Regions from separate parts of the Mus musculus genome. Here all the other regions are linked to region 1. A link is a contact called in public Hi-C, Micro-C and capture Hi-C data. All regions are on one chromosome and are shown on one strand. Each heading gives the region's core, a stretch centred on a gene start, on an enhancer-like site or on the middle of the called end of the contact. The rest is flanking DNA. Distances are from core to core; before and after follow the strand shown.

Region 1 (3,261 bases), core at 301-2,800:
GCACAAGCGCCTCGCAAGCTGAGCGGGTCAGACCCCCTTCGGGTTGCGGCAACAAGAAGAATTGTAACAAAAAGTTAGACTCAAAACACCCTTGGCTCTGAGCCTTAGCCTGCGCCCCTCTCCCCATCTGGGCAGCAGAAGCGACTCTAGCAGTTGGTGCTCGTTAAAGGCTGTGACCCAGAGGCGCACAACACTCCTCCCCGCGTCCCTGGCTGCAAGAGAGACAAAATCCTAACCACTCCGAGTTATTCGCGTGGGATGCGGCCACAGCCAAAAGGTAACCGGTTCCTCCGGCGCTTTCCCAGTAGCTGCCGGGTGGGTGTCTTTGTGGAGAGATCACCTAAATGGTTCTAGGGCGCAGCATACCAGCCAACGGTGCCAAGCTAAAAGTTTCTGTAGGTGGCTGTCTCAGCCTACTCCGGAGCATCTGATTTCTCCCCAACTGTCCACCAGCAATGTGCGGTCGCACTTTGGTCCCCGCCCGCCCTAAATTGACGGAAGTTGTACCCCTGCTTCCCTCCCCACCTGACGCGCAACGGCCGGTGGGGGCTCACGGTCGGGATCACGGCCGGCGCAGCGGCCCCTGGAGAGGAAACTCACCGGTACCAGGCAAGACCCTTGTGGTAGCTGCGGTCGAAAAAGTGGGGCTCGGCGCCCACGGCGCGCACGTCGGGGTGCACGCGCAGGAACTCCAGCAATGCCCGCGTGCCGCCCTTCTTCACCCCGATGATGATGGCCTGCGGCAGCTGCTTGCTCCCAGCGCCGCTGAAGAAGCTGGAGATGGGACTGGGGGAGTCCGGCGCCTCTGGACTCTGCTCCTCCTGGCTCCCAGCGCCTACTGTCTTATCCTTGCCTGCAGCCAGCGAATTGGCCGGAGGTGCCCGGAAGGGCATCTTAGGGGATGTCTCATTCGGAGCTGTGACCAGGGCTGGCTGAGCGTGAGTAGCGCGGGACCCCGAGCCCAGGAGCAGCAGGCCGGGAGCGGCGGTACAGGAGCCGGCGCACGAGTACAAAAACATGTACAGCCAGATGCAAAGCATGGCGAAGAGCAGCGCGAGCTTCCTCCTCACCGGCGGCGGGGGCGGCGGCGGCTGCGGCAGGAACCGGCCCGGGACATCGAGACAGGACCGGCCGCCGCTCAGGCGCTGCCCCATACGCGGCCCGCGGGCGCGGCCAGGGGCATGGCTCAGCACATGGCAGGAGTCCCGCCGGAACAGAGAGCACCGCGACGGTCCCCTGCCACTTTGAGCCCGGAGTGATTCGGTTTATTGCCCTCCTGCGCGCGCGGCTGCCGAGGCTGCGGCTCTTCCCCGGGTGGCGGCGGCGGTTGCAGCGGCGACGGCTCTTGACATGATGCCCACGAGAAGCCGGGGTTGGAAAGCTAAGTCCAGGCGACGGGAACTGTGAGCAGACGCGCTGTCAGTTACGCTGTGCCCCGCACTCAGTAACTCTGGACGGGGCGCACGACAGCTCGCCGGGGCTGCCTCCTCGCAGCCAGGAGATTGAGAGCAGCCCCGGCGCTTGCCCGCTGAGGCTGCGGCGGAGAACTGCGCAGGAAGAGAGCCCAGCACTGAGGTGGAGTGGGCGGTCCCGGCCTTCCGAGTGACGGGCTGCGCTACCTACCAGGAGGCGCGAGCAGCATGCAAATGCCGGAGCTTCACCCAAGTCGAAACAGCCAATCGTCTCTCGGAACGTGGGGGTGTGGAAAGGGTTCGCGAAGGGGGGTAGAGCAGTATGGGGTTGCTATTGGCTTCAGAATTCAAGGGGCGGGTTCAGGGAGGCGAGGCCATCGGCTGGTGACAGGAGCAGATGGTGAGGATGCTGGAGTGACCCAACGCTGAAAGAGGTCCCACCCGGTTGAGTGGCGCTCTCTTATACACGCGCGCTTTTCCACACTCGCTTCTGAGGCCAGTCTTGGCTATAGTTGCCTATGTGACAAAGATGCCAGTCCTCATCCAAGGGTCCCGCCATCCGGCTCCTGAGTGTAAAAGCTGCAGAAAAGAGACAGGGATGGAAGAGGGAAAGCCGACCAGACGTGTTTCCAGCCCCACCCGCAAACCCAGTTTCATAATCGGGGCTCAGGGAAGGGCCTCCAACAGACCCTGATTTAGGAAGTTTAAGTAGGGAAAACCTCGGCGGAAGTCACTAACTTTCCCGCTCTCTCAATATTGTCCAGAATGGTCTCCCTGTGCCTGGCGCTTAATAGGGACAGACGTAAACACTATCTCACTCTTTCCAAACTCTCCTGAAAAGGCCTGGGGGGTGAACAGAGAGAAGGAAGGTTGTTTAGTTTAAAGACACTAGTTGAAACTTAAAGTCACATGTCGGAGTTTTATATGGGTATCTGTTCCTTGGCATCATTAATTTGATAGATGTTCTAACTTCTTTCTCTTGAACAAACAATTAAGCCGGCATCCGCCCCTGCTTAGAAGATTGGTTGGGTTTCTGACCTATGACTCTGTACTGAATCCTAGGCGTTTTCCCCCAATAACTTTTTTTTAAGTCGAATGTTGATATGGGGTAAATTCAGGAGTAGTGACTAGCACTTATTTAATGGTGAAAATCCACTCCGAGGCTTCCTTGTTTCGCACCTTTGTCCAGGGGGGCGGCCCGGAAAGGGGTCTTCTCAGAAACTGTCAGCTCTGGTGAGGGAAGCTCGGGCGCTGATGCCTGGCCAAATTTCTGCGCTGGCGATCGGAGTTAGGAAAGTCGGGATGGGGACGTTCACCCAAGTGGCGGCTTGAGAGCCTTTCGGTGCCTGGAATCCATTTTCCGCAAGACCGAAAGGCCTCCAACGCCAGGCTGCGTGCGGTTCCGGGACAGAATTTTCATTCCTTCCGACCCCCGTGCAGGCCGCGGGGACGCAGGAGGTGACTCACTCTGCGGCCACAGGCGCCTTGCACTTCCCGGTGGGCACCGGCGGGCGAAGCGGAACCGATCTTATCCTTTCTCCCTTTACTCAACTATTTGAGACAGTGTGGGGGTAATCAGAGTGCATACTGTCTCCCTCCCGGAATTAATGTCCCCAAGTGCCCAGAGCTCTTGCTGCTCCTCCACGGTCCGGCTTCCGGACGGTAGAGCCAAGCTAAAAAAGTAGGTTTGAGTTGTGCACCTCGGATTTGAAGTGCATCCTAGCCATAGCGGTGACCAAAGATGACAGAGCGGCCGCCACCGGACCTCTGCGCTCTTGCTATACTCTTTTGACATCCCTATGTGTCTAGCCCAAGACAATTTCCTACAAAACGGTTGAGAGGGAAATCA
Region 2 (3,261 bases), core at 471-2,970, 1.3 Mb before region 1:
TGCATGTGAAAGTGACAGAATTACCATGGAGGCCATACAAGGTTGGCTTTTGATTTTCAAAAGACAGAGAAATACACACCACTAAAGTTACATGGTGTAAAATGCTATCTTTCTTTGATGATTCAACCCAGAGAAGGTATCTGAGGGTACAGCAGCCTCTAGAGAATCACTGTGGCTGTTGTCAGGAAAACTAGAGGCAAAGGTGGAAGGCTTACACCTCCCCAAGTCCTCAAGTCTCTACTTCTCTTTCTTTTGCAGTGCACACACCTTAGGAACAAACTCCAGAGAAACATTATAGGGTGTGAGGGAAGCCATGGTTCAGAATCCAGGGAGATGTGGATCCAATTAGATCCTGGAAGCTCCTCCCAGGAAGTTGTCCCTACAGCTTCTTCTATCAGTAATGGGAAAACCTCACAAAGGTCAGCTGAGGTTTCCCCTCCCCCATTTTCAGCACACTGTTTATCTACAGGGGTCCTCCAAGAATATAAGGTCTGCACAAAAATATAACGTCTGTGCGAGTCCGTGACACAAAGCCAGACCAAACCGATCTGATCACTGTTCCACCGAGCACCTATGCACCCTCCTGCCTCTGCCACTCAGCAAGACCCTATAGTACAGGCTACCACTTTCCCCGGAAGAAAATGAGAAAGGAAAACAAAAAAACGAGAGGTGGGTGAGGCACCAGCCCTTCAATAGAGGGGACTATTGAAGGGGACTATTGGTCAGATGTGTAGTATGCCCCTTAGTCAGTGAATCAGGACCAGGCTGAGAGAGTACAGTACAGTTCCTGCTGGCCAAGAAACCAAGCCTAGCTTCATTCTGACCAAGACTTCTGCCGGGGTCTCACTGCAAGGACCAGCCAAAGTTAGGGGAGATGAAACCACAAGACACAATATTGGTTGCAAACGATCTAGGGGCTGAAATCTTACTGGTCCTAGGGACATACCTCAGAAGCTGGCTTAAACAGATAACTGCGCATTCCCTGGGGACCCTTGCAAGAGGGTGATAGGTTGTGAGCAGAGAGGAAGAAAACTCTGGCCCAGACCAGGCATTCCTCTCTGTATCCTCTCTCATCAACTATCCCTGGGGACTTGTGGAGGAGAGGAGCAGGGACAATGGTCCAACAGGTCCCCTTTACCTACCTGGACAGGTCAGCCTTCCTCACCCTAGCCTGAGGCCCCAAATTCAGCAGGAAACACAGAGGCACCTGCTGACACACCGCTCCATCCCCGCGAAACGGGGACCCTGGGCGGTGCCTCCCGGCGCTCTCCTGTCACCCCCCTCGTAGGGGCGGGGCGCTCCGGGAGCCGCCGCGCCCCCCATGCCCCCTCCCCGCGCTCACCTGGCGCAGGTGCTGCAGCAGCGTCCCCGCCTCCTCCCGCCGGCCCTGGCGCACCATCCGCAGCAGCTCCTGGACCATGCCGACGCGCCGGTGATAGGGGGGTAGCCCACTGCCCGCGCGCCCCGCCTTGTCCCCGGCGCGCAGCAGCAGCGACGCCCAGAAGTCGGGTCGTTCGCGGCGGGGGCCGGGCGCCGCGCCGGGGCTGGCTCTCTCCGCCAGGCTGCCCTTGGTCTGCCGAGTGCCCATGCCGCCGCCCGCCTGGGGCTGCGCGCGCCGGGCTAAGGCCGCGTCCCCCGCCGGCTTCGCGCCTCCCCGGCCGCAACTTTGGGGGAACTGTTGCGCGCGGGAGGCGCGGGCGCGGGGCGGGGGCGGGGGCGGCTGCGGCCCGCACTCCCCTCGCTCCTCCCTCCTCGCTGCCCCGGCGCGCTCTCCCGGCGCTCGCCGCCAGCCCGTCCCGGCGCTCGCCGCCAGCCCGTCGGCCCCGCCCCGCCCCGCCGGCCGCCCCGCCCCCGCGCCGCCGCGTGTCTCCCTCCCTCTCCGGCGCCCGCTCCTTCCCGCCGCGCGGCTCTGGGCTAGGGGTGCCCGGCGCCCCCGCCCTGCTTTGTCCCTGGTGCAGCGCCCCCTGCCGGACACTGTGCTGCGCCTCTTGGGGCCCGCGGCTTCCTGGCAAAGGTCAGTGAGTTCCCCGATGCTTTCCTGACTGCGCGCCTAGGTGAGGCCCAGGGATTACGGTGGTGGGAGGAGGTCGGGGCGCCGAGCGAGGGAGAGAAACTTCGGAACTTGGAGGTCCTGTTCGCCGCAGAGTCTAGATTCTCAAGAGTGGGCTCTGCAGAGAATCAGTATCTCAGATTGTCCGAGGTGCTGGTTTAAAGCGTAGTATCTCAGGCCTGGCTCAATGCCCACTGAGCAAGCCTCTTCTCCGGGCCTGGAAATGTGCATTTAGCTAGCATCTTGGGTGGTTCCGATGCTCGTTTCTTGGAGCCCCAGTGGCTTTCAGGTAGGTGATGGTAGTTGGTGCACGGACACAGATCTGGATACTCTAGTTTTGTGAACTCTGCATTCTTTTCTCCCTCCGACACTGCTGAGAGGAGACCTTTAAGTCTTCCTGCTACTACTTCAAAGCGGAAATGTGGCTTCTGGTTAGACATTCCTTGTTGCCTTCTTCTCGGGTTTCTTCTACCAACCCCCTGGGAACCCATGGTGCTTGGATAAGGTATTTTGGAGGCCCATGTGCCCTGTTCTTAGCTGTAGGAGGGGCAGCAGTTTTATTTGTATTTATTTATTTATTTTTTCTTTCTTAAGGTCGCTAGTATTGCTCTAGGCCAGAGGGCTGGAGTCCACCACCTGCTGCTGATACGTATCAGAAAAGCCTTGGGCTTCCAGATCCCTGGCTCCTTCTGGAAGGTTAGGATAGTAACACAGTAACATTTATGTCAAGAGTTGGAAGGTGAAGACTGTGTGTGTGTATTTCTGTGTCTGTTTACCCTGGTGCTTTTTTGTTTAACAAAGTTTCTCCCTGGCGTGGAACTCCCCAAGCAGGCTAGTTTGCCTGGCCAATGAACTCCACAAATCCACCTATTTTCCACCTTACTAATTTAGGATTGTTAGGTGAGTACGACCACACGACTTTTTCTTTTCTTTTTTAAAGATTTATTTATTATATGTAAGTACACTGTAGCTGTCTTCAGACACACCAAAAGAGGGCATCAGATCTCATTACGGATGGTTGTGAGCCACCATGTGGTTGCCGGGATTTGAACTCAGGACCTTCAGAAGAGCAGTCAATGCTCCTCCCCACTGAGCCAGCTCACCAGTCCTTTTTTTTTTTTTTTTTTTAAGGTAGATCACATTATGTATCCCTGGCTAATCTGGAACCTTTTACATAGACTAGGCTGGCCTCGAGTTTACAGATTTACCTG
Region 3 (3,261 bases), core at 496-2,995, 1.2 Mb after region 1:
GCTCTGGAGGCAAAATTCATCCTTCCACCCCCCAACTTAGCACCTCTAAACCCACACAACCCAGCGCAACCCAAACAGCCTTGCTCGCACCTACAATGTTACCATCTACAAGCCTGGGGCTCCTTGCTTCCTCTGGAACTCTGCCAGCTTTCCTCCAAGGGCAGACCCCTCGCAGAGCAGTTGGGTAGTCGCCACTGGAACCCATTTCCAAGACCCTGTACATAGAAGGCTAATGTCTTCCAAAGACTGGGTCAACTTTCAAGAAAAACGATCAGAACCTTCGTGGTCCATCTGGTGAGCCCTTCACCAGGCCAGGCTCTCTCCAACCTCATCCCAGCCCTCTAAGATGGCGGCTTACTGTGCTCCCCACCTACAGACCGAAAAACAAGTCCTTAACAGGGGCTGACTTCCGGTTCTTGTATCTTCTCTTCAGGGGCTGACTTCCGGTTCTTGTATCTTCTCTTTCGCCCTGTGCTAAAGTTTCCGCTCAGCTCTGTGTTTCACCCAGGACAAGCCAGATATCACTTCCAAGAAGAACAGGCTCTCAGGATGGGTAGAACCCCAAGTAGACTCTAAGTTTCAACAACAACAACAACAAGCAGCAAATGGCGGCATGCATGAGGCTGAGCCCTCCTTCCAGTCCACAACCCAGCAGCTGCTGCCGCCCTTCGCTCCTCCAAAAAGGCAGCAGCAGGTGCTCTCCCTGCGTCTTTGAACTACTCTCCTTGAGTCCTCTGCTTACAATGCATACATCTTTTGATCCAGTTGCCCAGGAATTTCAGAGAACCCTCTGCATGCCACACTGTCTCTGCCTCCAAAGGAGCTTACAAATCGAGCTGGGAAGATGATCGGCAAGTTAAAGATCACACAACAAATGAACCATCAAAAGCGCAGCACACTCTTAGAATTCAGGCTCCAATGAACAGAACTTCAGTTTGCCCGGCACTGTAATATTCCCAGATCAAGGCACTGTAATATTCCCAGATCAAGGCATTGTAATATTCCCAGATCACGGCACTGTAATATTCCCAGATCGGAATAGTGTGTGGCCCAGAGGAGACAGCCAGTGATTTTACACTGAATAACTGAGCACAACATGCCATCCAAAAAGAGTTAGAATGCTGGCCCAAAGATCCTAAAGCTACTCTTAGCCATTTTTCTGGGGTAACTCCACCATCATTACAATGTCTATATCTCCAAGGGGCAACCATCACTGTTCTCATTTTGCTAATAAAAAAAAATGTGCAGAGAGCTAATCACAAGATCATTAAGCAACCATGCAAATGTGTCCCACTTGATAATCACTTGATAAGCAGGCACAGGCTGGCCAGGGAGAACTTTCCAGAGTAGGGTCGGAAGTGAAGAAACACATATGGGAAAATCAAGGCAGAAACATGTGAAGATGACCAAAGCAAGACCTCATGTAGTCCAGGTTGGCTTTGAACTCACTATGTTGCCTTCCCAATTCTACCTTCAGGCGGATTACAGGTATGTATCACCATGTGGTGCTGAGGACTGAACCCAGAGCTCCATACATGCTAGACTCTTCCTATAGTTGCTATGCTAAGTTGCTGATTTCTACTAAGATATGCCCAGTTCTGAGAAGATAAGCCAATGCCCAGAAGTTTTTCATTTGTAATAATCCCAAAACCTGTGAGTTACAGAAAGTGAGCTAGGTGGGGAGTGGTGGAGAAGAGCAGCTCTCAAGCTCACCTCTCTACCGGAAAGAGGTCACTAAGGCCTCTCTACAAAGCACTTTATGACATCACACCTACCATCCAGACTTCCAGCACTATGAGCTGCTAGTGAGTGGAGATACTAAGAAGCAAATCATGGCCCCTTTCCCAATGCACAGGTTGAGTCTCTCAACATTCTCAATAGGAAGAAGAACCCCCACGCTACCTCCTTTCATTCCCATCACTGGCCAGAAGTAAACCATTTCATCTTGGCAATAAATATTGACCGAGCACCAACCGTCTACAAGGCACTGCTCTGTGCCCTTGGCATGCGAGGGTGATCAATACATTCTACTGGAGACAGACGGGCAAAAATCAAAAAGGTACAAGCTTTCAAACTGTGGGGAGTAGTGGACAAAAATGAAAAGAATGATGGGTAAGAGTGAGGGAGCAGGGGTTTTATCTGAGCCTGAGAGCCAAGTGCTGATTGATGAGAAAGCAATTTGGGAAGACCACATCCTCAACCAGGTAGTAAAAATTGGTGGTCAGCAAGAACAAATCTCTAAAGTGGAGCTGGGCTTCATGTGTCCGAAGCACAGGAGTTCAGGGACAGGGAGACAGGAAGACAAAATGAGCATGCTGAGACAAAGGGGGGTCCAGAGGGATGTGGCTACTGAAATGCTGGGGCTGCTAAGCAAAATGATGGCACTGGAAGTGTTGAAGCAGTAGAGTATCCTAAACTAATTTTTGCTTCAACAGTTTACTCTAAACTTCACCAAAACAGACACAAGTCAGGCCTCAACTTTGTACATGTTGGTCATCCACCTAAGCGCTCAGCAGCTCTGGCATAGCAGGGTGCAGCCCCTGGATTTGTACTTCTAAGAATGTTCTTTGAATACATAAGACTACTTTTTACAATAATAATAATAATAATAATAATAATAATTCAGTCTGCTTTTGCCTATTTTTCATTTCCTCCACGAATGACAGTGAAAAATATAGTTCCTATGCCCATGCCTCAAAAATCTCACAACTTAAAAACAAGTCCTGAAGGAAGATAGGAGCCAGGTGTCTGGAAGCAACACGAATGCCTTCCCTGAGACATCTATATCCGAGCACCAATCTCTAACACTCCAAGAGAACACCAGGCTACTAAGTGGACTGAGAATACTCCATGAGAAACAGCAACCTGTGGTCAGAGTGAGGGGCCCACCCCTGGGATGTCTACTGCCATCATGTATGCCAGAGCCCAGGGAGTGTGATCCAGAAGCCAAGACAGTAAAGAATGGTCAGCTTGACAACCAACAGCTACACCCCCCAGTACCAGGAAAGCACTATCTCAGCATCCAACATACCAAAGACAGTCCACGTGAGGCTATATTTGTGGCAATACCGTGCCAAAAATCTGGGCTAATCTGACTCTGCTATTCATAAATTCCCCCCTCATGTTAAAGCACATGTGTTTGGGAAGGGAAAATGAATCCAAGTCTAGTTTAGAAGCTTGGAAACGCTTAGGTTACTTGGAAACCATCTGGAGTTCCTGAAAGCATGAGAAGCCATCACATCCCCTGCCCTCAAATGCCCA
Region 4 (3,261 bases), core at 555-3,054, 1.1 Mb before region 1:
CCTCCTCACCCTCCAAATTCACACACTGAGGTCATAACCCCCCATTACCTCAGAGCATGACTGCTTTTGGAGGTAGGTCTTTGAACAGGTCATTAAGAAAAAAAATGAGGTAGGATGGTCCCCTAGTTCAGCCTCACTGATGTCTAAAGGAAGCAATCAGGACACAGACAAGCACAGGGAAGACGGCATGAAGGACGGGAGGGCAAGCCAAGGAGTGCGGTCTCAGAAGAAGGCCACGGCATCTCCACGCGTGGGAGCTCACCCTTGCAGAGGTGTCGGGAAATTAACTCCTGTCATCAAAGTCAGTCAGTCTGTGGCACTTTGTAAGGACAGCCTGAGAAAATGAGGGCACCTCATTTAGGAACAGTTTTATTAGCTGGATGTGGGGCTAGTTTAGCAACTGTCTCTTCGTGGAGATCACAGAGTAAGATACGGGGCCTAGAAAGGCTGGAGAGAGCTGTATGTGGAAGGGGACAGTGCCTTCCCTCTTCTACCCGATGGCCCCTTCCTGTGCCCATTCTCAGCCAGCTCCTGGAATGCCCTAGAAGCGGACACTGGAGGGTCAGGGTTATAAACATCCATCAATTTCTGTGGTTTCAGAACCAGGATGCTTGCACAGGGTGGCAAACACAGAGACCATGCGTTTCGCAAAAGAGAAAAATCATATTTGAAGGCAGCTGAGCTGAGCATGGAAGGGGAGAAGCACAGTTAGATCCACTTCCTGGAGGGTGGGGTCTGGTGAGGATTTATGAGATAGGGAAGGGTGGCTGAGAGGACCATAATCGGTCCTCATGGCTCTTCGTGGGATGCATGTTCAGGACAGGTCAGTGTTAGAATGTTCTGAGGGCAGAAGTTTTGGTCTTCTGATGCCAAAAGGTCACCCACTAGTTACCTGCTCAGGTCCAGATGAGTCAATTTCAACAAAAGGCCATCAAGTTTCGGAGAAGCAAGCCAGACAACTGTTATCATCAAAGCCCACATGTTAGAGGTTTATGGCAGAGAGTGGAAGGCCAGGGCCCTGTCCACTGGGTGGCTTCTCACATGAGTGAGTTTTAAAAGTCAACCAGAAGTGGAGCTAGGAGGACGGTTCAGTGGGTAAAGTGCTTGCTAGGTGTGCATGGCCACCTGCAGCCATGCAATGGTGCTTATCTGTAACCCCAGCACTGGGGCAAGAGTCTAGAATATCCCTCTGACTTGCTGGCCTGCTGCGCTAGGTGACCTAGCGTGTTCCAGGTTCACTGTGAGGTCCTCTCTCATGAAATGAGGTGGAGAGCAATTAAGAAAGACACTAGATGTCAAACTCTGTCACACACACACACACACACACACACACACACACACGACTAAAATAAAACAAAAGTCTGATAAAAGCAAGTTATTAAAAGCAGATAAAGCTAGATTGACTATGTCTGTCTGTCTGTCTGTATGTCAGGTTTTGTGGTGGTGGTGGTAGGACCAAGCTGGTGGCTCATTTAGGATTAGCAGCTGCCCTATTATCAAAGTCCTTACATTTTGGACCCCTTTAAAAATATATGGAGTAGAGAGAAGGGGAGGGGGAGGGGAGAGAGAGGGAGGGATGGAGGAAGGAGAGAGAGAGAGAGAGAGAGATCCACCGCAAAATATGGCTTGTGGGACCGCTCAAAGCCGCAGAGGCTTACAATAGAGCTCAGGAATCTTGCCCTTTTTTCCAGTCCCACAGGCACACGTGGTCTCCGGAAGAGCCTATGGGGTGTGCGTGAATGAGTCCCGTAAGAATAGAAGTTTCAGGGCTGGGCTAGGAATGAGAATGAGAAGCCTGAGCCAAGGAACAGACACAGGAGCCAAGTGGCAAGGCAGTTCTGAGCCTTGTCACTGTGGCTGGCTACTAGCCAATCTGGAGGAGCCTCGTCCTGTCTGAGTAACTGAGCTTCCTCGGGAGGGAGGAAACAGTTAATGTCTCAGGGCAGCTGCAATCTGCTAGGCGTGGCTCTCTGGTTTGACTTGGGCTACTCAGATCCTGAGCCAAGGGACCGCGAGGAAGGACGCCTTAGTCCTTAGTCCGCAGAGCCTCCACCAGATGGCTGAATTGGATCTGATTGCCCCGGGGCCTCTGACCGGGGTCACTGCTCACCCTTTGGCCCCTCTCGGCCCAGACCCTGTGTCAGCTATCCCAGCAGAAAAAGAAGATGCGGACCCTCTCAGCAAGTCAGGTGAGGAAACCCAGGAGCAGGGTCATGACCCCGCAGAGGTCGGGGCTCCTGGTGAAGAGGATCAGATCTTGTGTGACTTCTGTCTTGGGGCCAGCAGAGTAAGGGCAGTGAAATCCTGTCTGACCTGCATGGTGAACTACTGTGAGGAGCACCTGCGGCCACACCAGGAGAACAGCAAACTGCACAGCCACCAGCTAACCGAACCCGCAAAGGACCAGGATCTACGCACCTGCCCTGCCCACCACAGCCCTTTGGTTTCCTTCTGCCACACGCACCAGCAGTGTATCTGCCAGGAATGCGGGGAGGGTGAACACAGAGGCGACAGTACTGTCTCCCTGGATGCAGCCCGCAGGAACAAAGAGGTGAGTAGTGGGGTCTGTCGCCTGGGAGGGACCAGTGGGAGGAGGTGTCCCCAGGGAGAGGTCACACATGCTGCATTTGTGGCTCTGTTGATGCCAGTTTGTTCCGAGTCAACAGAGGAGAACTTTAGCGGTAGTGCCTGGGTGTTGGTTCGCTGTAAGTATCTATAGCCGCTGGCTTTGGAAACAAAAGTGGGTCACTGTCCCCATCTCAGTGTCCCTGTTGCTGTGCGGTCTCTATTGTCTCTGCCAGGCATAGGAATTTCCTGCTGTTTCTAGTTAGAGTTTAGTAATGTGCATTTGGGTGTGTGCTGTAGAAGGTTAGCCTCAGGAGTGTGGTATTTCCCTCTGGCAGGATCTGTGAGGCATATATCAACCCATGAAAACCTTGGCAGAAGTCCAAGGGAAAAGAAGAAACCTCAGACTTCATTTCTCCTTTTCTTCCTTCCTCTCTTTCTTAACTTCTTTCTTTCTTTCTTTCTTTCTTTCTTTCTTTCTTTCTTTCTTTCTTTCTTTCTTTCTTTCTTTCTTCCTTCCTTCCTTCCTTCCTTCCTTCCTTCCTTCCTTCCTTTCTTTTTTTTTGAATCGCAAAACCACAAAAGAAGCTAACACAAAATGCTGCATTCAAGTAAAACAAAACAAAACAAAACAAAAACTGCCAAGATAACAGAATTTGAAACGCACACGGAAGTTAATGCCAAGGGCGACTTAAC
Region 5 (3,261 bases), core at 421-2,920, 1.0 Mb before region 1:
TGTATTTAGAACACTGCATGTGATCTAACGGGTCAGAACACACTCCATCAGAAGAAAAGGAAAAAAAATGAAGAAAATACGCTTCATTTTCTACAAAGGAGGCTTTACTCTCAAGTATATTGAGACTCCTATTTAAATACTCAGGGGGTGCTGTCAGGGGCAAGGTAGGTAATTTTGTAAAGAGTAGTTTACAGGCTCACTGGTGGATATGCTCACAGAAGGGCTCAGGATCTGGACAAAGAGTACAGTCCCTACATAGAGGCTCAACACCCCAGGCAGACTTTCCCCGTCATTAAGTTCCAGTTCTTGAGGGTGAGGGGAGATAGGGGCAAGGCAGGAGGACAGAGCATCTAGTCAGTTGGTACTAGGAGGCAACACCCTGTTTCAAAAGCAAGCAAAGAACCCCCCCCCCAACACACACACACCAGTCCTCCAAAAAGGAAGACAAAAATCCTAACAAGTGGGAAATTCACTTTCTTGTCAAATGCTCTATATCTTAAAATATGGTAGTGAATTCAAATTGCATTCATATAAAAAGTGAGAACCAAAAAAATTTTTTTTCCACACAACCTCACAACACAGGGTGGGCCACCAAAATCTTTGTCCAAGCAGGTTAGGACATAGGTCATTTGTCCAGCTTCACACGAAGATGCGCAATTACCTTGCCTGCTTTCTCTTTTTTGGGAACTAGGTCCATGTTTCTTCATTATTGTAACACTGGGTTTGACATAGTCCTGGCAAAGAACCAGATAAAACCCCGGGTTCTGTGAAGAGTCCCTTCAGTTAAGAAAAGGTGAGAGGGACATTGCATGAGCCTCCAACAGTCTGACATAGTTGAGCAAACAGAATATCTCTATCATTACAGTTGCAAAGATGGCTTTAAACTCTCTGAATTTGTCTCGAAAAACCAAAAAAAAAAAAAAAAAAAATCTCTGAATTTTAGGTCTAGGCATGATCATGCCATCAGCAGGTGACTTAAAACAGTAATAAAAGCAAATTTGTGCCACTTTACTAAATGCTCTGTAAAGCCATCACCGTCCTTCCCACTTTACAGCCGAGGAAGGATGTACATAGAGATTGGTTATATAATTGGTACATGGAGGGCAGAGGCGCGATACTGGCCTCTCTTCTTGTTCTGAGGTTATGCCCCTTACAGCAGTACCCTCACTGCTTACGCTAGTCTTCTTGTCTCTTTCTTACTCGGTTTTTTTTTTTTTAATTTCTTTCCAAGGACACATTTATTTCTCAATTTTCTTTAACATTTAAATCGCTTAAGAAAGACTATACTAAAATACAATACATTTACAAGGTTAAATTATAAAGCTCCGCCTCTCTCAGGGCGTCCCTGCTGGTGGTAATGACTCACAGTTTGTACTTCTTTGGTAGCAAAAAACATTTTCCATTCATAACCCAAGAAACTTCGCTTTAGAACCCATTAAGTTAGCCAGTTTATTCCCAAGCGTTTTGCTTTTCCTTAGAAGTGCAGCCCTTGCCCCTGCTCACGCTTGCCCCGCCCACCTCCACCTCAGCCCCTACAGAGTCTCTGCGTCAAGGCCCCGCCCACACACCCCGCCTCCTACCGCCCGCGTCCGTCGCGTGGACCAGCTCTTTCCGCCCCGCCCACTATGGAGCCCCGCCCCAAGGTATGGACCCGCCTATCGCCTTCCGGTCTCTGGAGTTGCGCCCTCCCACCAAGTGGCTTCCTGGTGCGCTTGTGACGTCGGCTGTAGAGCTGGATCGCGTGGCAGCTTTGCTGTCGTGGCTCTCGGAAGTGGGGGGCGGGTTGGCGCAGGGTCGTCATGTTGTCGCAGGTGAGGGATGGCGGCCGAGCGCCGGTAGCCGGTGCTTGAGTTGGGGCTGGGGGTCTTGCCCAGTCGCCCGAGGCTGTTGGGTCCGTGTGCCCGCCCACTGCCTGAGCTGTAGGAACTGCAGGTGGGTGGGTAGGAGGGCCAGCCCCGGGCAAATTGTCGCTAGAGGGTTTGTGGACTGTGAGGGATAGGGTGCACCGGCGACCCCGGAGGCACAGAGGCCTCCTGTCAGCGGGTGTGGAGCACACTCGCTGCAGGATCTCTGGGTGTGAGGTCGGGGGTAACCCGTCTTCCCATAGCCTGCCCGGATGAGGGGAATGGCCTGTAGGGCCCTGATACACAAGTTCAGGGCGATCCTGTAGGGAGAGATTGCCAGAGCCTTGGGTTCCAGTGTTACTACGCTGTACACAGATAATCACGATGGTTATCGCCTTTGTACCCGTAGAGGTCGATGTAGCCAATTGTCCTTCGGCCAGAGATTAGTACATGTAATATATTTTCTTCCTTTAAAATTTTACTGTGAAGCTGGGCGTGGTGGCGCACGCCTTTAATCCCAGCACTCGGGAGGCAGAGGCAGGTGGATTTCTGAGTTCGAGACCAGCCTGATCTACAGAGTGAGTTCCAGGACAGCCAGGGCTATACAGAGATATACAGGCTATACAGAGAACCCTGTCTCGAAAAACCAAAAAAACAAAACAAAAAAACAAAAAAAATTTTTTTTTTACTGTGAACTCCCATGTAGATTGTGTCACACGGGTTTCATTGTCAGGTTGGGATGTTCAAGGAGATGGGATCTGCAAAGGGCAGGATGGCTGGGGGTGGGGGTTGGGATGGGGAGAGGTTAGGTTGGGGAACAACATATTTTCAGATCATAATAATAAAGACATAGTGACATACCAAGTGTCTCAGGATGGGCCAACTAGAATCTGTGATAAGAAAAGTCTACTTTGTGGAAATGTGGAGTAGAAAAAATTCATTGATGGTTTCAGCTCAGCTCTGAAGGTGCATTTAGATCCGCTTCTTCCTACTCCTAGGTCTGTGACCATAAGTCCTTCCACCTGTTGGGCATTTGACATTTTTTATAGTCATTACCTTCCTTCCCCCAGGCAACCTGTGCATTAAAATTTCTCTGCAGACTTAAACATCTGTTCCCTTGTGGTTTTTGTGTTTTTTGGTTGTTTTTTTTTTTTGTTGTTGTTGTTTTTTGTCTGATAATTTTCTTTCTTATTACCTAGAAGCAGCCCCTCCCCCTGGTATTTTCATACCAACCCCCTCCCTGCATCTTTGCTAATCACCCACAGGTTCTTCTGTGGATCCTGTGTACTCCACTGTTGGGTTACAGCTGGTTTACCTTTGTTCACTGGGAAGCATTCATGAGTTGCACTGTTGGTAGCCTTCCATTGTTCCCTCCCCTTCCCCGCCCCTCACAAAATCTTGTTGGTGTTAGCTCAAA
Region 6 (3,261 bases), core at 238-2,737, 1.0 Mb before region 1:
ATGAGATTAAATAGCTTTTACCACGATCTACTCACCATGATGTTCTATCTCACCATGGGCCCAGAATCTGTGGCACTAAGCAATATGGACAGAAACCATAAGCCAAAATAAAGTCCTTTTCTTTTTAACTTGTTTATACCAGGGATTTTGTCATAGTTACAAGAAGAGTTAACTAACTGTAATTCCAATACTCAGGAGGCTGAGGCAAGAGGATAGCAAATTTGAGGCCAGCCTGGGCTACATATCAAGATTCTGTCACTCACACTAAGCCAAACCAAACTACCACTTCCACTATAAAAGCTACCAGCCACACAGGTTCTGGTCATGGTAGCTAGAAGGGCTGTTTTGCCTCCTTTTCTGTTGGCCCTTGGATTCAGGGCTCACTTAAGAAAACCATCTTGGACACTGTGTGCATCCTAGCTTCTCTCTTACCTGACTCAGTCTTACTTTGCTATAATGGATATTTGCCTTCCTTATATCTGCAAGTGTACATTAGTGGGGACTAGGGAGAAGTTGCCTTTTGTCTCCTTTCCAGTCACTGTGACACAGTGCTTTGAGAAAGGCAACTCAGAAGGAAGTTATAGCCCATCACTGTGGGGGAAAGGAAGGCAGCAGGAATCTGAAGCAGCTAGTCACACCCATAGTCAGAACAGAGAAGGGAAGGAATGGACACAGGCATAGTTTCAGCTCTCTTTCTACACTCTTAAACCCAGGCAATGGAATCTTCTCAGGGCAACTAAGGTAGTCAAAAACCTCACAACCATGCCCACAAGTAGGTCACCTTGATGTACACTGTTCTTCCCTCATCAAGACTCTCCTAGGGTGATTCTAGACTGTGGTATTAACAATGAAAAGTAGCCATCATTGCTGCATAGAGTTAAGATCATGGTGGTAACATAGAGCTATCCTTTTGCCCGGAATGTTTCAGACCATTGACAAGCCCATGATTTGTGTCTTGCTATGGAAAAATCAAGCAATATCAGAAACGAAGTACTTGGCAGACACAAATTCGGTTCCTGGTTGAAAATGTAGATGTCCTTTGTCTCGCTGTCTGGCAACAGTGTTCGGATGGGAAAGAACACTGTGCTTCGAAAATGCAAATCATTTAAGAGATTAAAACTTAGAAGTTTCTGTCCCCTGCTATGGAAGCAAGGATGAAAAGCCTTTTGGGTCTTGATGTTCACCCCAGCCCTATTGGAGGCTCATGCAATCCCGGTGACCATCTAAATGCAGGAAACAGATAACTCTCAAAGAAGAAACACTCGATTGTTTTCACAAAGAACATTTTTTTAAAGCACAGTTTAAAATTCAGTTCACTTTTGGAGGATATTTTTAGCATCTTGAGAATGTTCCAGATCACTGACTCAGTAAGCCCAGGCTCTTAAAAATGCATGTTTTTAAACGCCACAATGCAGCATTGTCTAAGCGCCTTGCCATTTAAGACTGACTGTATATTCTGAAGTCCGTCTTGGTTGCCTAGGGACTGTTCACAGCCTTTCTGGGCCCCAGACACTCCCTCCTTCCCAAATGTGATGAGAGGGCACGTTCCCAGCATAGTACAGAGAAGAGGGGCCCCAGGAGTGGCGTGTGAAAGAACAGAAAGTTACTGCGCTTCGGGCTCAGGACCTAAGGGGGTTTTCATCTAATGAAATTTAGCATCCTAGCTTTGGAGAGAAAGAAATGAAGGCCCGGGAGCAGCGGCCCATCTCCATGAGGTCCCAACTGAGCCTAATTTCTTTCTCTCCACCAGCCTTTTGGGAGGGAGAGTGCCATGGGATGTGTGGACCATCTCCCTTCTGGTTTGGTGCAGCCCCTACTTGGGTATCGTTCCATGGTTTGGTTAGGTTTGGTTAGGTTTGGTCACAAGCAGTAAGCCTGAAGCACAATGGCTACTCCAGGAGCCAGAAGCAGGAGGTATGACTCAGTGGCCCCTAGTCTGAGATACACCACATTAATAAAAACATATCCACTGTCTTCTCCAGTTTGTTTAAAATGTACATGACTCTACAGACAGGGAAGTACAAGTTTGATTGGTTTGATTTACAATGCTTTGACTTCGTGAGGGTGCAGAAGCCAACTCATTACCATTGGACTGCCTGTGTTCAGAAGGTGTTCAATAGTACCCGGCTTTTGCCCAGCTGTAGGCACTCTGTAGCACCCTGGCATGTTGAAGGCAGACAAGGCTCAGCTATCGTGTTTAGGAGGCTAAGCATATTAAAACACAGTTCTGAAATAGAACACTTTAAACTCACTGTGGGTCTATCGGGATCCAAACTGAGGACTTACCTGTCTATCTAGGTTATCCAAACAGGAAGTTTATCAAAGCACAGCAGAGGGGGTGACCCTCTATAGTCTGGGGATTAAGAAACAGACAACTTTCTGCCACCTGGCAGGACAACAAAGCCCTTCCTGTGAACCCCTAAACATTGCAAGGGTTTGGGGGAGAACTAGTACTGTTGTATCCTCCCAGTAACCTTGGTCCCACTGAGTTCTTTCAGGGGAGGCCCCGTATAACCCCAGCATCATATGGAGGCAGAACAAAAGATCTAGTTCTCATAACCCCTAGATTAGCAGCAGAGTATGCCAGGATGTGTCTGAAATATGCCAGGATATATGTCTGAAACCATATGCCAGGATATGTCTGAAAGCGACTTTAAGGACATGCCATGATTTGACTGAGAAGTGTACCCCAGTGGTTCATGTAATTGAACACTTGGTTCACAGTTAGTTTTGCCATTTGGAGAGGTTTGGGGGTCTTTAGGAGGTTGAACCTTGCTGGAGGAAGTCATTGGGATGGGCTGTGAAGGTTTATAGCCCTGCCCCGCTTCCAAATCACTCTCCCTTCTCTTGGTTATGGTTGAAGATGTGATCTCAGCTTCCTTCTCTGGCTTTCTGATGCTATGCCTTCTTTCACATTATGTACTCTCCCTCTGCAACTGTAAGCCAAAATAAACTCTTCCCATCGCTGCTTCTGCCACGGTGCTTTGAATCACAGCACTAAAATATAATTTTTTTTTTTAAAAAAAGATTTATTTATTTTATATAAGTACGCTGTCAGACAGCTACCAGAATAGGGCATGAGATCTCATTACAGGTGGTTGTGAGCCACCATGTGGTTGCTGGGATTTGAACTTCAGACCTTCAGAAGAGCAGTCGGGTGCTCTTACCCACTGAGCCATCTCACCAGCCCTGAAATGTAATTGTTATAGGAAGACTATTGACAAAGTTTTCACAGATGCACCCTGTCAGCATGCTCTGTGG

The links. A called contact is a pair of places that touch in the nucleus more often than the background predicts. Capture Hi-C pulls out chosen DNA fragments and counts their contacts.
Region 2: a Micro-C map of embryonic stem cells shows a contact between it and region 1, with 2.8 times the contacts expected there. The contact joins the promoter of Lrrc75a here to the promoter of Hs3st3b1 in region 1. A contact is called at or near these places in 1 of 484 Hi-C or Micro-C datasets (embryonic stem cells) and 1 of 115 datasets of contacts at active chromatin or transcription factors (embryonic stem cells).
Region 3: a contact with region 1 is called in a Micro-C map of embryonic stem cells, with 3 times the contacts expected there. The contact joins the promoter of 1700086D15Rik here to the promoter of Hs3st3b1 in region 1. A contact is called at or near these places in 3 of 39 promoter capture datasets (the 3T3-L1 cell line, hippocampal neurons and stem cell-derived epiblast-like cells) and 1 of 484 Hi-C or Micro-C datasets (embryonic stem cells).
Region 4: a contact with region 1 is called in a Hi-C map of LSK cells, with 5 times the contacts expected there. The contact joins the promoter of Trim16 here to the promoter of Hs3st3b1 in region 1. A contact is called at or near these places in 2 of 39 promoter capture datasets (hippocampal neurons and pre-B cells) and 1 of 484 Hi-C or Micro-C datasets (LSK cells).
Region 5: a capture Hi-C map of embryonic stem cells shows a contact between it and region 1, with 6 times the contacts expected there. The contact joins the promoter of Tvp23b here to the promoter of Hs3st3b1 in region 1. A contact is called at or near these places in 5 of 39 promoter capture datasets (the 3T3-L1 cell line, the C10 cell line, embryonic stem cells and 2 more), 2 of 484 Hi-C or Micro-C datasets (CD4 T cells and muscle stem cells), 1 of 115 datasets of contacts at active chromatin or transcription factors (embryonic forebrain) and 1 of 9 other capture datasets (embryonic stem cells).
Region 6: a Hi-C map of cortical neurons shows a contact between it and region 1, with 4 times the contacts expected there. The contact joins the enhancer-like site here to the promoter of Hs3st3b1 in region 1. A contact is called at or near these places in 3 of 39 promoter capture datasets (the 3T3-L1 cell line and 3T3-L1-derived adipocytes) and 3 of 484 Hi-C or Micro-C datasets (the N1E-115 cell line, cortical neurons and palatal mesenchyme).

What each region holds. Positions count from the first base shown.
Region 1 is chr11:63,920,734-63,923,994 of GRCm38.p6, forward strand. Hs3st3b1 (heparan sulfate (glucosamine) 3-O-sulfotransferase 3B1) reads right to left here and starts at 1,551. Exons shown (of 2, transcript NM_018805.2): 1 at 601-1,551. The coding sequence starts at 1,154.
Region 2 is chr11:62,646,803-62,650,063 of GRCm38.p6, forward strand. It overlaps Lrrc75a (leucine rich repeat containing 75A), which reads right to left and starts at 1,721. Exons shown (of 4, transcript NM_198861.1): 1 at 1,343-1,721. The coding sequence starts at 1,588. Mmgt2 (membrane magnesium transporter 2) reads left to right here and starts at 1,862. Exons shown (of 2, transcript NM_175002.2): 1 at 1,862-2,054.
Region 3 is chr11:65,158,155-65,161,415 of GRCm38.p6, forward strand. 1700086D15Rik (a long non-coding RNA gene) reads right to left here and starts at 1,746. Exons shown (of 2, transcript XR_003949567.1): 1 at 1,714-1,746. All of the region lies in intron 1 of Arhgap44 (Rho GTPase activating protein 44), which reads right to left. LOC115487730 (a long non-coding RNA gene) reads left to right here and starts at 1,726. Exons shown (of 3, transcript XR_003949568.1): 1 at 1,726-2,059; 2 at 2,667-3,261.
Region 4 is chr11:62,818,449-62,821,709 of GRCm38.p6, forward strand. Trim16 (tripartite motif-containing 16) reads left to right here and starts at 1,805. Exons shown (of 6, transcript NM_053169.2): 1 at 1,805-2,551. The coding sequence starts at 2,057.
Region 5 is chr11:62,877,785-62,881,045 of GRCm38.p6, forward strand. Tvp23b (trans-golgi network vesicle protein 23B) reads left to right here and starts at 1,671. Exons shown (of 7, transcript NM_026210.5): 1 at 1,671-1,811. The coding sequence starts at 1,800.
Region 6 is chr11:62,910,129-62,913,389 of GRCm38.p6, forward strand. No RefSeq gene overlaps it. Among named protein-coding and RNA genes, the nearest start is that of Tvp23bos, 11 kb to the right of the region's middle. Within about 2 kb of position 1,488, at least 60 of the 459 cell types and tissues checked have an H3K27ac peak or open chromatin away from gene starts, as enhancers often do. A contact at or near this core is called in cortical neurons, where this site is marked.